Linked DNA regions of Rattus norvegicus: region 1 is linked to region 2. A link is a contact called in public Hi-C data. All regions are on one chromosome and are shown on one strand. The core of a region is the stretch at or near the end of the contact, and the rest is flanking DNA. Distances in the headings are between cores, read along the strand shown. Region 1 holds the start of Lamtor4 (late endosomal/lysosomal adaptor, MAPK and MTOR activator 4). Region 2 holds the start of Mblac1 (metallo-beta-lactamase domain containing 1).

Region 1 (7,181 bases), core at 2,865-5,364, 190 kb before region 2:
TTAAAAGCTGTTTGGGAGGGAATATGAGTTTGTCTGTGTGTTGACCACAGGGGAGATGGCCTTCAGTATGCAAACAGCTGCCTTCCTGTGTACGTATGTTTCTCTGCTTCCTAATTTACTTACAGATGTGCACCACCACTCCTCTCTCTAGCTGTCAGTTTTAGGATGCCTGGTGGTGGTCTTGGCCCGCTGACTGAGGGACTGAGGCATAGCGGTCTCCCTAGAAGGTTGGTGATAGGCAGAAAATGAAACCTCACCCCCACCCAGACAAACCACTGTGTGCACACATCCTGAGCCCTGGAAGGGTTGGACTAGAGTTTATTATGCAGAAGGGAAGAAAGGGGATCCCCCTAGTCATAGTTTCCCTTTTTCCTTAGCACACAAGTTGCCAAGCCTTTGTGCCTCAGGTGGGGGTCAGGAAGGAGATGGTAAGCACAAGCCCAGCTCCAACAAGCACAGTAGAAGATGATGTCCCCCCGCCATAGGCCCCAGAGGCAGTCCTCTTCTCCAGCCAGTGCCTTTTATAGCTCAGACATCAATAGGCTCCCGACCTCGGTTCTGCCTCTTGACCACAAACACCCTCTGTCCTGACACAGTCACCAGCAGCGTGTGTTCACCAAAGACCACTGGAGAGGGAAGAGAGCGAGAGTTAGTGTGTACAGCGGCCACCATGGAGGATCACAACAAAATTGGCTGGGATGGGACAAAGCAATTATGTAGATCACAGAGGTCAGGCAGCTGTGCAAACCTCTTCTCGTTCTTACTGCTCCGTACTCGTCCTAGAGGAACCTATATGAAGGCAGTAGTTGAACCAGGAACCCCAGGAGGAACTGGGAGTCAGTGGAATGGAGCCAGGAATTCCTTCCCTGAGCAGAGAGGTCTCTAGAAGCAACCACCCAACAAAGGCAGGAGCTCACCAGACAGGCGCTTGAAAGGGATGTTCGTGCCATGGTGCAGCCGGAAGCCACAGGCTGTGCTGACCAGTTCTGAGATGGCGCTGGCTGCCTGCTCATCGTTCTCAAGATCCCCAGATGACTGCATGTGGGTGAAGGGGGGCAGGAACAAAAGAAAGAGGCCAGAGTTGGGAACAAATTCAAGGCACAGGACCTCTGTTTCCTATACTTGTTATGGTCTCCCTTGTCTGTAGTCCCAAATCACCCAGCTTCAGAAAAATCCTACCTAAAACCCCTTTATGATGGTGCTGCCTTCCCTTGTGCCATTTTGTTTCTCATTCTGAGACACCAGGCTTCTTTTGCAACTCTACTGATAGCCATGCAGAAAATCAAAACCTAGGGTGTGATTACCAAGTGATCTATCACACCCCCAGCCCCTCACTGGGGGATTCTAGGCAGGGGCTGTACCACTGAGCCACGCCCTCAGCCCCTCACTGGGGGATTCTAGGCAGGGGCTGTACCACTGAGCCACACCCCCAGCCCCTCACTGGGGGATTCTAGGCAGGGGCTCTCCCACTGAGCCACGCCCCCAGCCCCTCACTGGGGGATTCTAGGCAGGGGCTGTACCACTGAGCCACACCCCCAGCCCCTCACTGGGGGGATTCTAGGCAGGGGCTCTACCACTGAGCCACGCCCCCAGCCCCTCACTGGGGGACTCCTGGGCAAGTGTTCTACTACTGACCCATGCCTTCAGCCCCTCACAGAGGATTCTAGGAAGATGTTCTACCACTAAGCTAACTGCTCAATCTTTGAAGGTTCCACTTGTCCCCAGTCTTCCCACTTGTCCTTGTCTGAAGGCTATGAACCAGAAACACCTACTTTGTCTTTGAAGCTTTCCCTCTGGCTACTTCTAGGGTCAATGAGAAGACAGTAGTCCAGACTTCTCTGGACAAACTGCTTCTACTCCCTCTTCCCACTGATTCTAAATGGGCCCTTTACTAGATTTAGTTCCTTTTGCTCTCAGTTTCTCCATCTGTATATTGGACCCATATTCTGTGCTTGTGGAAGTTTCATGAGAAAACAATGAGAATATTATAACAGTGCCTACATAATAAATGTACTATAACTGCTATCAGTCCATCTCACTCATCTCAGACCTCACTCATCTCCTGTCTATAGTCAGGCCATCAAAATTCCCTTTAGCTACCTCCTTGGTCAGCTTCCTTTTTTACTTTCTTATTTGTTCAGGTACCACAGTACTTTTCTGGTTTTCCCTGCTCAGAGTCCTACAGGATGAGTACATCAGAAAGGTAAGGTACATGCAGAAGTACTTTACCTAGTTATTACCAACATATATTAATACCTCTAAGATGTGATCTCTGGGCTGTGGCAATGGCTCAGTGGATAAGAGCGCTTGCTGTACAAGCAAGAGGACCTGAGTTCAAATCCCCTACCCTACATGGCCATGCTCACACCTGGAATCCCAGTACTGTGGGTGTACAGGCAGGTTGATTGCTAAGGCTTGCTCAGTGTTGCCAGTCTAGCTCCAGGTTCAGTATGAGACCCTGCCTCAAGGAATAAGGCAGAGAAGGGTAAGAGGAGGTCTCTAATGTCCTACACTGGTCTTAGCATATGCATGGGCACACACATGTGCAGACACTAAAAAAATAGATACAATGTCTATAGCCCTTACTTCTCATTGCTACCCGGCCAGTCTCTTAGATGGCTCTCCTGGGACAGTCATGCTACACCATTTCTGTGAGTCACATTTATGTTTTCAAAACCCTTTAAGTAACCCTCAAGATTTGTCCAAAGATATTGAAGCTAGCCATAGGAAGTTCAGTATCAGAGTCTTACCACAGCATCCTTCCTCTTCAAACTGTTTCAACACAAGACCACAACCAGGCGCTGTTACACTCAGGCAAGTATGTCCAGCTCCCAGCCCTGAGAATTCTCTTCCTCGTTCACAACCTTCTGTCTTAGCAGCTCAGCTCAATCCTTGCCTCTAGAGAAGTCTTGCCCCCGCCCCCCAAAATTCTAGGGGCAGGTGAAATGGCTCAGAGCATAAAAGTGCTTGCCTAAGGACCGGATTTCAATCCTCAGGACCCGCATGGCAGGAGGAGAACTCACTCCCAAAGGTTGTCCTCGGCTTTTTTAAAGATATCCCAAATAAAAACATACTACAAGTAACTAACTAATTGAATGACTTTGGTAAAGTTTGGTTTTTGTTTTTTGAGGCTGAGTTACATGTGGTCCAGACTGTGATTTGACTTGATACATAGCCAAAGATGAACCTGAATTTCTAATCTGCCGGTTTCCACCTTCCAAGTGCTGGGGCTACAGATCACGTGCCTCTGTGTTTGGTTTTGTGCAGTATTGGGAATTGAACTGAAGGCTTTGTACGTGCTAAGTAACTCACTCTCCTGACTGAGCTATAACCCCAACCTTTTGGAAATAAGCATTTATACCATATATCCAAACATTAAATATGGCAAGCAGGGAACCACAGAGAGGACAAAAGTAGACAACTGAGAGAAAGCGGGAAATATTTGAAGGGATTTCTGGGTTGTGTGTCCCCAAAGGACCCCGTCACCGCCACCACCCCATGCCTCGCTTTCCCACAACGCACCGCTAGCACTGCACCTTCGCTCAGCACCAGGTAGCCAAGCTGGTCTGGGATTCGTTCCAGCCCTTGGGTCAGTGCGGAAGTCTAGTGGGTAAAGAGGCAAGAGGTGAGAACCATGACAGCCTTGTAAACCCATCTCCCTCCTGGATATAAGCCTTTCAGACCCTCTAAATGGCTTGTAACACTGAGTCTCCATCCATGGTCACTATTGGACGCCTGAGCTCTTCCACTTGTCAGGCAGGTGACCCAGGAGACCTTCCTAGCTTCACAGCCCCTTCTCATTCCAGTGCCCTTATGCCCCGCCCCTTGTGCCATCAAAACTACTCCCGGCCGCAAAACACCCGGTAGCGGAGCCTTCCTTCTCCAGCCCTCCCGGTCGCCTCCCTTCCATCTCTGTTTCCTTTCGGTCCCAGGGTGGACTGGGGGTGACAGCGGAGTGCAAGCCATAAGGGGGTAACCGAAGTTTGGGGAACAGGGACGCGCAACCCTAGGCGCACAAGCCCGCGCATGCGTCCTCACTCACCATGGCAGCCGTAGGTGCAGGGGGAGCTGTCTACCGGATAGGTAGCTTCCGGCTCCAGGCTCCGGTCAGGTGGTTCACCAGCTGACTCTAGCCCAGCCCTTCGCTTGCGCATTGGATGGTGCGTACGTCATCAGACTTTATCAACCACTGCGGAGCGCCGCTTTCCGGACACATTCGTGGATTGGTTGCATTTCCTCGCCACTCAGGATTCGCCTGCGAGATTATCTGAAGAGTTATTGAGCGAGGGGCGGGGCACCTCTCCACCTCCTCACGAACGTGCGCGTGCGCCTAGGCTTCCAAGGAGAAAGTAATGCAGTCTAGTGTTGTAAAGAGCTTTCCCCGTTAGGTGTCACGGTTCAACCTGAAAAGAGAAGTTAATGTGAATGACGATGGTTTACACATGAAAAACTGTTCACGTGTTAATTTTCTGCCTTAGTATACGACCCAAATATGAATGGGTAAATCAAATTTGGTGTATATATGCACACTGTAGTATATTATCAATACAAGGGAAAAACGTCCTGACACCAAGAGCAACTTGAGAATCTCGAAAGCAAGTTAAAGCAAGCCAGAAGAATAGCTTCAGAGACAACTCAGCCTTTAGAGGCTCAGAATCAACCAGAAGGACTGGCTTGAAAGGGCAGTCACATAAGACCACATATTATGTGGTTCCATCTATGTAAGATGCTTAGCTGTGACTGACGCTGAATACTTGTAATACTGGTATAAATCCTGGGAAGCCAAGGAAGGGGGTTTCAAGTTCAGGCCAGATTGGACTGAATAGTGAGTTCAGTGCCAGCCTGAGCTACCTACCAGGAGCCTAACTAAAACACATACACTTCTGGCAAATCCAGAAAAACGTGAAAGCAGTTAGTGGTCGGTAGTGAGGCAAGAGAAAATAGGAAGTGCCTATTAAGGGGGGGGGGGGAGTGGCACGTGTGATTTAAACTTTTTGGGATTCGTATTGAAGTCTGCCTATCTTTGTGACTGTGACATAGGTTGTACACTTTGAATTAAAATGTTTCAAGATCTGTGAATTATATAACCCTCCCCCCCCCCCCCCTTATTTTCAGTGCCGAGAAGCAAAGTAAGGGCCTTGCGCATGCTGGGTAAGAGCTCTCCATCTGGTCTGTATCCCCAGCACTAATCATAGCTCAAGAAAGAAAGTCCTCCACCCCAAATCGTCTTGGTTTAGGAGAAGCAGCTAATTAGAGAAAATGCATGTCTTTAAAAATGAGGCATGGGTCTGAGTTTGAACACTTGCCCAGCATGCCCAGGCCCGGAATTCAACATGGCAACAATTTTGAAGTAGGGCCAGCAAAGAGGCTCAGCAGGCAAAGGTGCTTGCCGCCAAGCCTAATAACCTGAGTTTGATCACTGAGTCCCACATTGTTAAAGGAAACAACCAACCCCACAAATAGTTCTCAAACCTACACTTGTGAGCTACGGTACACATGGACACACACACACACACACACACACACACACACACACACACACATTAAAAATAGATATAAAAAGCCAAGAAGTGGTGGTACATAGCTTTAATCTTGTCTTTTGGGAGGCAGAGGCAGGCAGATCTCTTGAGTTCAAGGCCGGCCTGGTCTACAGAGTGAGTTCCAGGACAGCCAGGGCTACACAGAGGAAACCCTGTACTGAAAAACCAAAACCATAAAAATGAAAATATAAAAAAGTATAATTACAATATACAATTTAAACTTAAGTGGCTGTGGTGATGCATACCTATAATCCCAAAGCTGGGAGGGAAGTGGAAGGAACTTGAGTTAGAGGCTATTTTAAGCTAACTAGTGGGGTGGTCTTGAAAGAAATTTTAAATTGGCAGAGACTGTGAAGAGAAAGCTGTTCAAAGATGCTAAACATTCAGGCCCTCCCAGGCCTTAGATACCCATGATGCTGAGGAATCACATGGTTTTGTTTTGTTTGTTTTGTCTTGTTTGAGGCAGAACTTCATCTAACTTAGGCTGACCTTGAGTTCCTGGCGCTCCTGTTTCCACCTCCCAAGTGCAAAGGTTCCAGCTGTGTGCCGTCACCGTTCACCACTGGCTGGGAGCAGCGCTCTCCACACTCATCTAAGACTCTCAGTCATAAGCCCATCATGGCACCCCCTTAACTTCCCTGTAATAACTCCAGCTGCATCCAGTACAACCGGCCAGTGGAAGAGTTAGTTCCCACTCTCCATGGTATGACGCCAAGGCCGATGCTTTTTCCTTTGCTCTGTGGACCAATTATACAGTTCTTTAAAACTACCTTTATGCTTTTGGATTGCAATGAACTATTCAGGAACCATTGGTATTCAGTGATCGAGAAGGAAATGAAGGTCTAGGCGGATTGCGTGGTGGTTAGCATCCTGTGCTGACATTCCAGGGGACCTGGGTTGGTTCCCAGAGACGGGGTCAGGCAGCTCACAAGCTTCAGCTCTAGGGGATCTGATGTCCTCTCTCTTCTGGCCTCTGTGGACACCTGCATGAATGTATTAGCACATGCATGTGCATGCAAGCACTCATGTGCGCGAATGTACATACACGTGCACACACACATTTAAAATAAGAATTATTTTAAAAAGGACATGAAATCAGAAGGCAAAGTTTTTATCTCCTTTTAGATGTTGCATAAACATGATGTCACGGAAACCGTCAACAACACACAGAACACTGGTTTTTCAACCACACGCAGTCTGTGCAATAATGTAAATTACATTCAATTTTACCTCAAAACTTCCTGTTGACATTTTTATTAATACAAGGCCCTCTTTGCAGGGTCCTATTCGTGAGTCAGCACTGTTTCCTTTTTGCAATACCCGATTCACACCACTCATGCAGACAGTAATCTTTCCTGTTTCTCCATGACTGTGAATTGGGCATTTCCTCTGTACTGAACACTCTCCTTCAAACCGAAGGGTACAGCAGTGGCTTTTCTCTGAGACAGGATCTCATGTAGGCTGGATGCTAAGACATAAGCAAACACAGTAAAACAAACAAACAAACAAACAAAAACAAAGAGCCCCAAACAAGCAGGATGTGACAAGAAGCCAGAGGTTTCCTCTCTGTGAGGGGATCCTTAGACTGGGTTGTCTGAAGAGGGAAGGTCCACTCTCAGTGTGTGCAGCACCATCTAGTGG
Region 2 (6,748 bases), core at 4,074-6,573:
AGAATTTGCCAGTTTGGGGCTGAAAGAGGGGTAACTAATGAGCCACAAGGTAGAACGTAGATTAATATAAATGAGTTAATAAGGTATAACTGCAGGTCACGAACAGGAGTAAGCAAAGGCCTAAAGCTGTAATTAATATATGTCTATGCGTCTTTATTTAGAGCTGAGCAGCCACAGAATAATGGTTATAAAAATCAAAACCAAAATATAAAAAAATAAAAAAAAAATAAAAGCAGCAAGCATTGTGATCAGAACTTCGCCATTGTGTGCCCCAAGCAGCTTGAACACAGAGAGAGGGGCACTCTGTCTGCCTGTGATGGTCAGGATGTAACAGTTTAGCTGAACCTTGAGGAGAACCATGGCTCTAGGAGGTGAAGAGGATGGAGTGCCCAGTACACCCTGCCCATCTGAAAGCCCCTTGGAGGAGAGGTGTTTGCTCTTATGCTGGTCTGGAGGCACTAGCCTAAGGACAGGTGTGGTGGCACATACCTGGAGATTTTAGCACTTGAAGTGGGCAGAGAAGATGGAGTTACTGGCCTTCGAGGCTGGTGAAATGGCTCACCAGGTAAAGCTGCCTGTCACCAAACATGATGGCCTGAGTTCAGTTCCTGGAACTCACATGGTAGGTGGAGAATGTGGACTTCTACAGGTTGTCCCTTGATTTCTACCTGCTTGTCATGCAAACAATTAGTAAAAATGTAATTTAAAAAACGTAAAGAGTTCTAGGCCAGCCTGTGCTACATAGTGAGACCTACAAAGCAACAACAAAAATGTTCTAGGCTAGCCTGTGCTACATAACATAGTGAAACCTACAAAGCCAAAAAAGAAAAAAGAAAAAGAAAGGAAGGAAGGACGGGAGGAAAGGGAGGAGGAGGGAAAAAGGAAGGAAGAATGGAAAGAAAGAAGGAAGCATGCATTTCAGGGGGCTAGAGAGAGAGGTTGTGACCTTACCATGCAAAATGATGGCACTGTGGCATGGAGCCTAAGAAAAATAAAGGCTGACAAGTATCCACAGCCTCAGGACAGCCAGCGTCCTCTGGAGAACAGGACACATAGTTAAAAGTAACAGAATTCTTTTGCCCGTAAAGTCTGAGAAAGAAAATTATTCCAAGGTCTCAAACTCAAAAATTAGCCAAAGATAACCTGAACGTCTTCTGACGTGTCCGCCTGCCGCCGTGCTATTTATTCAGTGCTGGATACCAAATCAGGGGTTTGGGCATTCCAGGCGGGGGCTGCACCAGCTAAGCCACATCCTTAGCATCCTGCTGCCTTTGAGAGAGACAATAGCTCACTGGAGTTCAGGCTGGATCTGAACACATGGTCCTCATTCAGCCTCCTGAGAGCTGGGATTGTAAACATGAGTCACCAGGTACTCCTTGTTCTGAAAAAGAGAAGTTCTTTTTCCATTGGCTGATAGGAAATAAATGTGTGGTCTAATCCAGAAGCCACCCCAGCAGGTCGAGGACTGGGAAACCCTCGGGAGCCAGGCCTTGGGTTTGACTGACTCTCAGTGATTTCTGTTTCTCAATTACTGTTTAGTTCATTTCTGGGTTACTTACCCCATTAGGTTTTTGTTTTGTTTCGTCACCATAAAAAAAAAAAAAAAAAAAAAAAAAAAAAGAGGTAACATTAGTGTTCTCATCATAGAGCTGACAGAAGCTGTGATGGTTTGTATATGCTTGGCACAGGGAGTGGCACTGTTAGGAAGTGTAGCCTTGTTGGAGTAGATGTGGCCTTGTTGGGGTAGGTGTGTCACTGGGTGTGGGCTTTAAGACCCATGTCCTAGCTGTGGCTGAAGTCAGTATTCTGCTAGCAGCCTTCAGATGAAGATGTAGAACTCTCAGCTCCTCCTGCACCATGCCTGCCTGGATGCTGCCATGTTCCTGCCTTGATGATGATGGACTGAACCTCTGAACCTACAAACCAGCCCCAGTTAAATGTTGTCTTTATAAGACTTGCCTTGGTCATGGTGTCTGTTCACAGCAGTAAAACACTAATACAGTAGAGGAAAACAAGATGGGCTTCTTCCTCTCCATCTGTCCTACTGAGTGTTGACAAGGGGACTGGGGGAAGGTTGGGACACAGTTGTGAAGAGAATTGCAACAATGAAGACTTCTGGAATAAGAGCATATACCACAAACTTCTCTCAGGCCAAAGCAGCAGTTCACAACCTTCCCAATGCTGTGACACAGTTCCTCATGTTGACTCCCGATCATAAAATTATTTTCTTTGATATTTTATAACTGTAATTCTGCTACTGTTAGGAATCACAATGTAAATATCTGAAATTTCTGATGGTCTTAGACCCTGTTGAGAAACACAGCTCTAACACTTCCTTCTAATCTACCCAATCCTGTTCTTGCCCCATACTAAGGCCTTCTCCACTCAGATCAAGTGGTTATTTGTTTTACTTGTTTGAGACATGGTCACATATAGTCCAGGCTGGCCTTAAACTGCACAGTGCTAACACTGAACTCCTGACCCTCCTGCCTCTACTCCCTCAGCATTGGGATTACAGGAGGGCACCACAGATCCCTGAAAGGGTGATTACAAAAGAGATCAGGTTTGTTACAGCCTGTTTCTGAGCCAATGGCTTCCGTGTTACTTACAATGGTTTCCAGGTTTATCCGATATGAGGCCTCCTTTCTTGCCACTTTTCCCTGGCATTCCAGTCCCACGGATCATCCTTATTTATTTTTGAGACTGGGTCTCATGTAGCCCATGGCTTCAAACCTGCTGTGTAGCTGAAGATGACCTTAAACTTCTGATCCTCCTGCCTCCACTTTCTAAGTACCAGAGTTCTAGGTATATGCCACTACGCTGAGTTTTAGGCCATGCTGGAAATTGAAACCAATACTTTGTACATTCTGGGCAAGCACTGGATTGAGTTACTTCCCAAGGCCCCATGGGTCTTCTAGCTGCTCAAATAGGTCATGCCGTTGTGGCTCAGAGAATTACATCTACTGTTCTGCAGCCACGGACACCCTTCTCTCAGATTCTCTGGGAGGCACCTTCTCTTTGTCATTCACCTTCTCAAAAGCTGCACGTGGTAGCTTACCCTGTAATCAGAGCCGCCAGGAGGATGAGACCAGAAGATTGAGAATTTTGAGGACATCTGGGGTTATACAGTGAATTCTAGGCCAGCGTGGTCTCAGAACAAGATGGTCTCGAAAGAGAGAAAGACAGAGACAAGAGAGAGAGAGAGAGAGAGAGAGAGAGAGAGAGAGAGAGAGAGAGAGAGAGTTGTGCTTGGTAGTACTCATCTGTAATTCCAGCACTTGGGAGGTCGAGGCAGGAAGGGCAATCAGGTCTTCCTCAGTCACATGGCAAGTTCAAGGCCAGCCCACTACAAAAGACCCTAATTTAAAACGAAAACAAGAAACTAGGGACCAGAGAGATGGCTCAGCAGATAAAGGTACTTGCTGCCAAGCCTGAGGACATGAGTGTACCCTCAGAACCCAAATGATTGAAGGGTGAACCAGCTCTTACAACTTGTCCTGACACGAACGGTCAAGCCATAGCTCAAATGTGTGCGCACGCAGCAAAAGAAATGGATGTAAAAAAAAATAAACAAAGAAACAGCGTCTTTCAGAGGCTTTCCGTAATCTCTCAACATCAAGCAGCCTCTCTCCACCCTGCTCTCTTTCCTCATCCTACACGTGTGTATTATATGTCACAACTTATAATTATCTGATTGCTACTGCTATTGTGGTTACTTGTCTCCTGAATGGAACGTGATGAGGCGGTGGGGGGACTTGTCATTCTCTCACTGTAGTGGTATCACAAGGTCTACATCAGCGCTTGACATTACAGATGCTGAATAATTACCCACCACGTGAATCAGTGAGTGAACTAAAGTCAGGTGAAAGCCAGGTGGGGCAGCACATGCCTATAAGTCTGTAATCCAGTACTTGGAAGGGGTGATTTCTTATGTCTGGAACCTTCTGGCCAGCGTGCATCCTAGAAACAAGCTGTTGGCCACAGTGTTCCTCTTTTGCAACATCTGATTACAACCCCAAAGATTTTGCAGTCAGCATTTTGCGTTTACATTAGGACAGTATGACGTCCAGTCTATTTTTATTTTTGAAGGTCTTAACAAGGGTATATACGTCAGGAAGGCTCAGCGGGTAAAGTTCCCTGCCGCCAAGTCTGACAACCTGAACTCGGTCCTGGGGACCCACAGGATGGAGAGAACTGACGGGCACACAGACACATCCCAAATAAATATTTTAACTTCTTTTCCCCTGCATTTTACCGAGGCTCACAAAGGATGCAGAACTGAGCCAGTCCTTTGTCCTTCTTAGGTTACAATGATAAAGGTGACTGATGTCACCTGTTTGGAAGCTGCCTCCTGGAAAGCTGCACATGACAAACACTGCTTGATCTGAGTCCTCTGTGTCTCCTGGACTGACACACCAGTTCCTCGTTGGAAGGGCTTTCCTGACTGATCAAGCAACCTCCTTGCCTTCACATATCTAATCCTCCGAACTTTTCACTGCTTCCCTGACCACTCGAAAGGGAGCTCCGTGACCAGGCACCACTACATCAGCCACGCTCAGAATCCTCTCCCGGCTCCGCTGTTGAGCTACTGGGTCTTCACTCAGGTCCTGCCAGGAGTCCTCATCACCAAGACGCTCGAACACATCGCCAACCACCACCACGGTGCCCAGGCTGGTGCCCTCCACTACGACGCTCACGTCCCGCTGTCCTCCGTGGCCCGGCGTGGCCCACACCTGCAGTCCAGAGCCCAGTATTAAGGGCTGCGTTTCACACAGCCCATGGGGCAGATAGAGACCCCCGGGAAGGCAGAAGTCATGGGAAACTAACAGAGCCGCCTGGGGAAACAGCCCTAGGTTCCCAATATGATCCGAGTGCCCGTGGGTGCCCACCACCAGAGTCACATCTCCGGGGGCCACGCCCTGAGTAGCCAGGGCTTCCAGCAGTGCATCCCGAGTCCAGGGACCCCCAGTGTCCACGAGGATGGGGCCACGCACTGCCTCCTCCAGGGCAGTCTTTGCGCCGCCGTCTGCAGATGGGGCCAATCGGCGGCTGGTATCCGAGACCCAGCCCCGAGGCAAGACGAGAGTCACCGTGCCATCTGCACGCACCGCGTCGCCTACTCCCTGCGGCTCCGCGTAGCCGCGCAGCAGAACCACCACCGAGTAGGAACCGCTGGACGCCAGCAGAGGGGTCTCGCCGTGCAGCGGCTCAGTGCGCACTGGACCGCTCATGGCAAGGGAAGGACATATACCCGTCCACGGACATCTGCCAGTCCCTCCGAAATCCTACCGCGAGTCCCGTCACTTTCCTAGTAGCAACTCGTTGCCACCCTCTCCCAGCTCTTAAGGTGGTATCGCCCTCCACCACCACCCCTGCTGAAGATGGTATCGCCCAACCTAGATTCTTTTGGTCAGGTTTATAGTCTGTAGGTCTTCACGCATCCACATTTTAAAGATATATATAGAGAGAGATATATATAGATATATTCCTTCTCCATTCTAGCTGTTGTCTAGTTTGAAACTAAACTATCGCTGTCCTTAAGTCTTTTTAAAAAAAAAAGAAAAAAACTCTGGGAAAACTGAAAAGGCGAGAAAACGCGAGAACTTTTCCCTCTATGGGCTTCCGTACAAACTACGGAGCCTGAAGTACTAGCCACGTTGCCCAACGTTAATCCTAATCCTGTACAGTTCACGTGTATTACAGTAACTTCCGGGGTTTTTGTTGTTGTTGTTGTTGTTGTTGGTTTGTTTTTTTTTTTTTTCTATTTTTCTGACAGGGGCCCAAGGAGCCCAGGATGGTCTTGAACTTGCTTATAGCTGAAGAAGACATTGAGTTCTTGATCCTCTTGCCCCCACCTCCAAAACGCTGGAATTACAAACTTGTAAATGCCACTCTGGATTTAAAGTCCTAGTGGTACAGTTGTTTCCCCAACCCCGTTGCATAATTATAAGAACACAATTAACTACTAATAGAAAGCAGGCCATTGGCCCCACCTTGTCGATAATGTGTGCATGTTTGAAATGGGACTCAGCTGATATACATATAAAAGGTTTAATAGCAATATAGAAGATATGGCACCTGTGAAATAGGAAATAGGCTACATATGTCGACCCCACCTCACCCCAGTATTGCTTCACTCTCTTCCAGGGTTCTGTTCTGGTTCACAGATTGGTGGTACACAGCCTCATGTTGGCAGTGCATATTGGTTCTTGAGGGTTTCTTTTTGGCTTCTCACTTTGAGACAGGGTCTCTCGTGTAGCTCCGGTTGGTCTTGAACTGCCACACGGCTGGACAGTGTTCTGATAATCCTGCCACCACTTTTCAAGTGCTGAGATTACAGGGCTGTGCCACCACATCAGGTCCAGCTCCCATTATTGTCCTGTCATTGTCATTCTACTATCTGAGCTACATTCTAGCCCCTCCCTGGCCTCTTGAAAGGGTGTTTAATAGACCCTTTAAAAAGCAAAGTGAGTTTCCCACAGCTCATACCACTACTGACCAATTGGCGCAGGTGAGCACACACCTGGTCAATTAAGTGGCTGTATGTGTCTCATCTCTGAAGGCAAAATTTGCTTTTGCTTCACCCACTTCTCCTCTCCTGTTGCCATTCTGCGTTCCCAGGATCATGGCTGAGATTATACAAAAAGGACAGTTAAAACCCTGGGATGGGGGAGGGAGGGCTCAAGAGTTTAGAAAACTCTCCATGACCCATCCTTGGGATTCAAACGTAAGGGTCAAAGATCTTCTG

What was found. A called contact is a pair of places that touch in the nucleus more often than the background predicts.
Region 1: a contact with region 2 is called in a Hi-C map of frontal cortex, with 2.8 times the contacts expected there. The contact joins the promoter of Lamtor4 here to the promoter of Mblac1 in region 2. A contact is called at or near these places in 8 of 12 Hi-C or Micro-C datasets (the A7r5 cell line, Schwann cells, frontal cortex and 4 more).

The regions. Positions count from the first base shown.
Region 1 is chr12:22,369,202-22,376,382 of GRCr8, reverse strand. Lamtor4 (late endosomal/lysosomal adaptor, MAPK and MTOR activator 4) reads right to left here and starts at 4,114. Exons shown (of 4, transcript NM_001108330.1): 1 at 4,043-4,114; 2 at 3,523-3,603; 3 at 918-1,035; 4 at 293-626. The coding sequence starts at 4,045. The coding sequence ends at 529. It overlaps Trappc14 (trafficking protein particle complex subunit 14), which reads left to right. Exons shown (of 11, transcript NM_001024969.2): 11 at 1-22.
Region 2 is chr12:22,183,717-22,190,464 of GRCr8, reverse strand. Mblac1 (metallo-beta-lactamase domain containing 1) reads right to left here and starts at 5,323. Exons shown (of 1, transcript NM_001024996.1): 1 at 4,061-5,323. The coding sequence starts at 5,231. The coding sequence ends at 4,476. It overlaps Cnpy4 (canopy FGF signaling regulator 4), which reads right to left. Exons shown (of 6, transcript NM_001108852.3): 6 at 6,033-6,748. The coding sequence ends at 6,735.